Linked DNA regions of Rattus norvegicus: region 2 is linked to region 1. Evidence: chromatin contacts called from public Hi-C data. All regions are on one chromosome and are shown on one strand. Each heading gives the region's core, a stretch centred on a gene start, on an enhancer-like site or on the middle of the called end of the contact. The rest is flanking DNA. Distances are from core to core; before and after follow the strand shown. Region 1 holds the start of Sgk1 (serum/glucocorticoid regulated kinase 1). Region 2 has its middle 47 kb from the start of Sgk1.

Evidence for each region. Hi-C and Micro-C count contacts between places; a contact is called where the count stands out from the background.
Region 2: a contact with region 1 is called in a Hi-C map of mammary epithelial cells, with 2.5 times the contacts expected there. The contact joins the enhancer-like site here to the promoter of Sgk1 in region 1. A contact is called at or near these places in 2 of 12 Hi-C or Micro-C datasets (mammary epithelial cells and psoas muscle).

What each region holds. Positions count from the first base shown.
Region 1 is chr1:24,803,022-24,806,805 of GRCr8, forward strand. Sgk1 (serum/glucocorticoid regulated kinase 1) reads right to left here and starts at 1,810. Exons shown (of 12, transcript NM_019232.3): 1 at 1,675-1,810; 2 at 1,450-1,525; 3 at 989-1,064; 4 at 714-818; 5 at 531-614; 6 at 288-419; 7 at 1-17. The coding sequence starts at 1,750.
Region 2 is chr1:24,850,156-24,853,956 of GRCr8, forward strand. It overlaps a transcript of Sgk1 not described here. Among named protein-coding and RNA genes, the nearest start is that of Sgk1, 47 kb to the left of the region's middle. Within about 2 kb of position 1,281, at least 4 of the 93 cell types and tissues checked have an H3K27ac peak or open chromatin away from gene starts, as enhancers often do.

The DNA.
Region 1 (3,784 bases), core at 560-3,059:
TGGAGATGGTAGAACAGCTGCAAGAAACAAAGAAACCGAGGCTGAGTAAGTAGGGTCTTTTAATCAGGCCCTGACATAGAAGTCAGGAGGCAAAGCTTGTGGGAAGCAGCCTGAAATGATACTTCTTAACTATGAGTAAGTTGGTAAATTCATGGAAATGCTAATCCTCGTAATTTCTCTCCTTTGAGTATCTTACAAGCTCGTCTCAAACCCAACCAAGCAAGGCAAACAGGAGCACCTCCCCCTGGACCCCCCCCCCCCAATCAAGGTTTATATGATCAGCTTACCTCTCCGCCATTAATGTAGTCTAGGACGAAGTAGAGTTTGTCAGCAGTCTGGAAAGAGAAGTGAAGGCCCACCAGGAAAGGGTGCTTCACATTCTTCAACAGAACATTGCGCTCTGACATAATATGCTTCTCCTAGGAAGGAAGAGAAGAGATTCAGTGGGGCAAATTCAGATTTCAACAGGGTAGCAAACCACAGGGTAAAAAAAGTTCTTCACCAGGCCTGCCACCAGGTGTCACCCTTACCTCCTTCTTCTTCAAGATGGCTTTCTTCTGCAAAACTTTGACGGCATAGAATGCTTCTTCTGCCTTGTGCCTTGCTAGAAGAACCTGAAATGTCAACCAGGACAGTCATTTTTCCCATCCTCCTTGGGGAGAATATCAAAGTGAATGCATGCCTAGTTGCAAAGTTTTCAGGGTTGCACTTACCTTTCCAAAACTGCCTTTTCCGATCACTTTCAAGAAGTGGAAGTCAGAGGGTTTGGCGTGGGGATTTGAGGATGGACCCAGGTTGATTTGTTGAGAGGGACTTGGCTAGAAAACAAGGCGGTCATCCTTTAATACATAAGCTGCACACAGCCTTACTGTTAACACATAAAATACTTTATGAAATACGCCTTTCAAAGCCTCACAGTGACTCAGTACTTAAACATTTGACTGACCACTACATATAATTTCTCCTCCAGCAGACAAGATATACTTACAGGAGGTGAGGGGTTGGCGTTCATAAGTTCGGGCTCCTGAGGTTGGGAGATTTTCAAATAGGATTGAACTTCAGGGCTGGAGATTAAAGGGCTGTTTTAGAAACTTAATTCACCACCAGAGGGCACACATACATAAAAGTTCTATTTCTGACTCAACCGTTCGGTATTTAAACTGAAAACATCAGAATGAATTACTTCCAAAAACCCATAAGGAAAACAAACCAGTTAAATGCAAATTAAGGTTTGTTTGTTAAGGGGACATGGATTTTGGTTAAGCATTCTCAAGAATTAATCTTACTAATGTTTAAAATGTTTTAAATAAGCAAAATGCTCAATACCAGAAGAGATCTACCATGGAGGAAAGACTTCAGCTCCCCCACCCCCTCGCCACCGTGAACAAGTTTTAGCTGCTAGTAAATTTAAACGATTCTTTCAATTTTCCCCAATAACCCAAAACTTACTGTTTGCATGCATAGGAGTTGTTGGCAAGCTTCTGAATAAAATCGTTCAGGCCCATCCTTCTCTGTTTCATGAAAGCTGTAATTTAAAGAGAGAGAGAAAAGAAGGGGGTTAGGCAGTTCTGCAACGTCCGACGCCACACGCTAATCTGATCCTGAACCTTCAAAACCCCGGATCATTTCCACGGCGCCTCTCCTACACAAGTCTGGTGCTTTTCCAGCACTCACCGATGAGGATTGCTACCATTCCCCTCATTCTGGAGTAGGTGAGGGTACTTCGAGCAGCCTCGGTTTTGACGGTCATCGCCCCGATATTTGGAAAGTGTCCAAAGAGACTAAAGGAGCAGTGAGACCGGCTTAGCCAACAGTGAGCTCCGGCTCTGCGACCGACTTTATAAGCCCTGAGCCTCCAGGGGGCGGGGCAGGCGGGACCAGGAAGCCACTCGGGGCCCCGCCCACAACAAGGCCCCGCCCGCCGGCCCGCCCGGTCCCAGCCACCCAGCAAGCTGTAGACCGAGTTGCGGGAAGATGGGCGAGTTGCTGCCGTGTCCTGAGCGATTCGTGCCAGTCGCCCCAGGCAGAACCGAGGCTTCCACAGGCTGCGCGAGCAGGACCCTGCCGGGATGCACTCTGCCTCCGTCCGCCTGGGCCGGAGGAAGGAACCGGAGGGGTGGAGAGCCTCGGTGATTTTCCATTTCCTCTCCCGTGCTGCCCGAGTGGACACCGCAATGCACGGCTCACCGCTCACCTCTCCCCCCTCTCTCTCTCCTCCTCGGTGCCCTGTCCCCAGCCCAGCGCGCAGCCTCCAGGTTCCCCCGCTGTACTCCGCCCTGATCTCCGCGGACCCGGAGTCCGGGCGAGCCGGGCGGCAGCACTTACCCAGTCCGCTTAGCAGGACGGACTCGCTCCTTTTCTGCGCCTCCACTCGCTTTTTGTGGCGGGGCCGGAGCAGGGACTCGAGCCGAGCCCGAGCCAGCGCGCCCTGCATCTCGCCCATGGCCGCGAACCGAGGGGCGCTCAGCGGGCCACAGCGACCGGGCGAGCACTGACGTTTCCTTGAAGGAGCCGCCGTGACTCAGGCCGGCAAGATTTCCTGCCCCAGTCCCAAAACAAACAAATGGCCCTTGTGCACGGCCGAGTCGCTTCCGAAAACGCCTTTTTTGTGCTTTTGGCCAAAACCAAGCAAGACTGAAAAATCCCAGAACTTGGAAGAGGAGGAAGGAAGGCTAGAGCGGGGCGGGGGGGGGGGGGGGTCAGGAATGTGTAGGGGAGGGGGCGGAAATAAGTCTCTGCGCTACAAGAAAAAAAAAAGTACAATCTTCATTTCACTTTTTTTTCCAACTAATCTCCGAGAACATTCTGTCCTTTCCGCATAAATTTTGAGCCTTGCAAATTTTAATCCTAGCCATGCCAAGAACACGTGAGGAGGTGGCAAGTTAAGAGGGAGCAGGGGCTTTTCTCCGGGGCCGACCTGGAGTGACCCTTGCGCAGTCAATACCCTTGCCCTGATGCCTGCCCCTCTCTCAAAAGAAATCTGCAAGATTGCATTGCATTGTTTTAAACCTCGTCAGTTTTTCCTTTGGGCTACCTGATGGCTGATCCAGGTAGACTTAATTATATATTATTGCTTGGTTTTTTGCAAGTTCATATAACTGAAGCCCGTTAACTCTTTAGATATTAGTAAGAGACTCGTCTCAAAAAGCTGGTGACAGAGGGAAGTCGCAGGAGGCAGCCTGAGTTGGGCAGGAGTGAAATGTCTTGCAGTAACCCCGCCGCTGGGGGTTGCCTGTCGCTGCAGCTTCACCGCCAACGTGGGGACGCGCGCCAGCGCTGGCCAGGAAGCCTGGAGCACCGGGTCTGGGCCAGCGCCGGGAAGGCGGCTACTTGGGCCAGTACCTGGTGCTGGCAGTGCTGTCTGCGGTAACTGCCCTGCCATGACCCCTTGATGCGAAAGGCCTAGCATTTTAGAACTGACACACTACAAAATACCAGTTGTCGGGTTAGGGAAAGCATGCGAAGCGCTTTTCCCCTCGTCTTGGGCGAGTTTGTTTTGTAGCAGCGGCCACCTCCCATCACCTAACATGATCTCTAGGCTCAGCTGCTTCTTGATTTGCTCACTTTGGACAGCTAGAGACCAGGAGAGCGGGACTCACATCTCTGGAGACAAAATTTTGCTTAGTAGACATTCTTCCAAATGCATTTAGGGTGCCTGAAATTGGCACTCCAAACTAAAACAAGGTGTAGGCGATTCCAAATCATAGCAACCAGCCCATGCCTTTTCCGTGCTTGGATTCTGCATAAACTATGAATTTGTTATTGCCAGTGAGTGCTTCCAAAC
Region 2 (3,801 bases), core at 31-2,530, 47 kb after region 1:
CAGTAAGCAGCACCCTCCATGGCCTCTGCATCAGATCCTGCCTCCAGGTTCCTGCCCTATGTGGGCTTCTGGCCTGATTTCCTTTGATGTGGAAGTGTAAGCCTAATAAAATCCTTTTTTCCCCAACTTAGTGTTTGGTCATAGTGTTTCACTGCAGGAATAGAAACCCTGACTAAGACACACGGGGTTTGCTAAATGACATCCAGAAATAAGAACCTTGATTGGCTAGGGGGAAAAAAAAATCTCTTCTGTAAAAACTGTACCAACATCAGCTCACTCAGTCATTCTGTTACTTCCTTGTTTCGATTCTGTGTTTGCTGAGCAGAAAGATCCAGAACACAGACCTGTAGGGGAACAAACCTATCCAGTGGAAACACAGGGCAAGGGGAGGGAGGGACAGCAGCCGGCGGGCCTCTGTGCCCACAGCTCAGATCCGCCTTGTCATTTTCATGACTGGCCTATTTGGTTTTTTTATTCTTATTTATTTATGACAAAGAAGCTGGGGAAGGCCTGTGAGAAGAATAAAAGCAGGAAGAAGTTAAGTCAACATCCAAACATCTCACCTGAGCTTCACAGCAACACTGTTAAGATTTTATAATTAAGCTTATAAATGAGAAACTCAAGAAGTTAACTGATAAGTATGAACTTGACATATACAATGACCGGTGATCACTTATGTATTTATTTTGATTACTTACGTATTATTGATACATTTTTTTATATAATCTCGTGTTGGAAAATAATCATTCATTGCCATGCCCGGTTTTATATGGAACTGGGTACAGAAACCCGGGCATTAAAGATGCAACAACCCCTACCAACTGAGCTACATCTCTAACCTTAAATTCTACTAAACATAGTAGCATAGCTTTAATCTCCGTATTCGGAGGTAGGCAGATCTCATGAGTTCAAGACCAACCTGGTCTACCTAGCATGAAAACAAACCATGGACACATAGTGAGACACTGTCACACAAAACAAAAGATACTGAGTAATACCATGGCAGGCAATGTGTCTAGTGAAATGTCAGGCTGGTTAAAGTGTTGCTGCCCTGGGCAATCCTCCGTCAGCACCCCAGTTTAGTCCTTCCCAGCCCTACCACCCACAGAGTCACTAGGACAGGGTAACTGTTTTGAGAACACTTGTTATTGTAAGGCGTGAAAAACAAGGAAACAAGGAAACAGAGCAACAATGGGGAAATCCCTCCTTTGACGAAAGTCCCCGGGTGAAAATTAAGAAGCCAGGATTTCCCCCTCAAACTACTGCTGCTCATCACAGGGGCCTATTCTGTGAAATCTGCCTACGCAGAGCCACAAACACAGGACTCACAAGGACAGCCACCACTTCTGAGACGCTGAACAGAAAAGGCACACATTTATGAATTAAAGGCCAGGTCCATGTCCCAAGGAGGAAGTGAGCCCCATTAACCCCAGAGGCTGGTTTTGATGTCTAAGATTAATAATGTGGTTACTTGTGTCTAGACAAGTAAGCTGCATGCAGCTTAACTGATTGGGCAGCAGGTGTTACACGGATGTACCATCCAGGAGACACTTGAGTCATGCCCCTGACCTACACTTCTTCCTTACCAGCACAGAAGTCAGTGCCAAGTTTATGTCATACAGTTAAATCCAGTATTGTGATTACAGACACTTTCACCCTTGCATTTGTAAACAGGCCCAGGCATTTTTGCTTTTTAATTCACTCATCACCGGTATTTCTGATTTATTTTAATTATTACTGTTATCCAAGATAGTCATGACCCATCCATTAAAGTACCTCATGGCATTCATACAGCTTAGACTCAATCGGTGAAACGGGTCCATCACTTCTGCAGTCATCTTTGATAAACAACTGAGTCCTCAGAACTGCTAGGATTTCACTACTAAGAGAATTAGAAATTGAGGGTAGCCAAGAGGGTATAATCAGATTTGTCCAAATCTTTTTTTTTTTTTTTTTTTTTGGTTCTTTTTTTTTTCGGAGCTGGGGACTGAACCCAGGGCCTTGCGCTTCCTAGGTAAGCGCTCTACCACTGAGCTAAATCCCCAGCCCAGATTTGTCCAAATCTTTAATGCTAGCATATTCAATTTTTTGGTTGTTATCGTTTATATTGTTTTTCTTTACATTTAGTGTGTGCGTGTGTGTGTGTGTGTGTGTGTGTGTGACACATGTAGGTAAGATGGTAACTTTCAGAAGTCATTTCTCTCTTTCCATCAGAGCTTGGACAAAGGATTCAATCCAGGTTCTCTGGATTGGCAACAAGTGTTCTAAACACTGAGCCATATTACTGAATCAACTTTGATTTTGTTTTGTTTTAGTTTTTGGGACAGGTTTTTTTCTGTATAGTCCTGGCTGTCCTGAAACCCTATAGACCAAGCTGGCTTCAAACCTACAGGGATCTGCCTGCATCTGCTTCCTGAGCCCTAGGATTAAAGAAAACTGTTACTACCACCCACAGGGATTGTCAATTTTTGTTTTTGAGACAGGGTTTCTCTGTGTAGCCCTGACCATTCTGGAACTGCCTCTGATAGAACAGGCTGGCCTCAAACTCAGAGATCTTCCCTGCCTCTTCAATTTGGATTTTTGATACCAGCTTTTGCTTTGTAGTCTAGGGTGGCCTGGAACTCACTATGTAGCCCAGGCTGGCCTTGTGCTTGTCACAATCTTCCTCTTTCATTTTTCTGAATGCTAGGATTACAGACACAAAGCACCCACCTGGTAACAGTCCATCTTGGTAAAGAGTCAATGCGAGTGTAGTCATTAGGGCTGAAGATATAACTCAGGCTAAAGAAGAACTAGCTTTAGCCACAGCAACTCACAGAATAGGTGTGCCTGTCCTTGCTAGCAATCCCAGCATGTGGAAGTAGAGCCACTGGTTCCTCAAGGACAGCCGTGGCTATGTGGGAAATTCGAGGCCCGCCTGGGATACATGAAACCTTGTCTCAAAAACAAATGAGCTGGGTGTGGTGGTGCATGCCTTTGATCCCAGCATTCCAGAGGCAGAGGCAGGTGGATCTCTGTGAGTTCCAGGACAGCCAGGGCTACAGAGAAAAAAAGAAGACGGATTAAAGGGGTGGAGCTAGAGAAATGGCTGAGCAGCTAAGAGCATGTGCTGTTCTTCTTCCAGAAAACTCAGTCCCAGTACTCACACTAAGTAGCCCACACACAATTGCTTAGGAGGCTGGAGAGTTGGCTCAGAGGTGGAGAGCACCAGCTCCTCCTCAGAGGAGCGAGGTTCAATTCCCAGAACCCGCATGGCAGCTCACAGCTGTCCACACAATACCCTCAGACAGGTACACATGCAGGCAAAACACCAATGTACAGAAAATTAAAAGACAATGAAAAGAGTCCCTGGCAAAAACATACTCTACCCCCAGCTCCAGATAAATGAATTTAATTTTAAAAATGTAAGAACTATTTCAATATGTCTGTAAAAACAACCAAAATTCGCCTCTCTTAGGGCTGGCATCTTTCTCTCTGTCTTTGTTAGAACCCATCTTATGGTAGTAAATCTCCAATATATTTATCCTTATGACCAGAGCCATGAACCTTAATCCAAAGCCATCAGCCTCCAGTGGAAGAGTGTCAGAAATCCACCTCTTTCTTTACTACTATTTATTCCTATCTATGTATCACTTCTGGGATTGAGTCAAAGTGGATCCTCACTTTCTGAGGATCGGTGAATTATGTAACATGTCTTTTGAAAACTGTCAGTGCTCTGAATTCTGTTTTCAACGGAGCTGCCCTTTGCTTGCTCCAGGCACCACACCATTCCATAGGCCCCCTCTGTGAGGTTATCTTCTT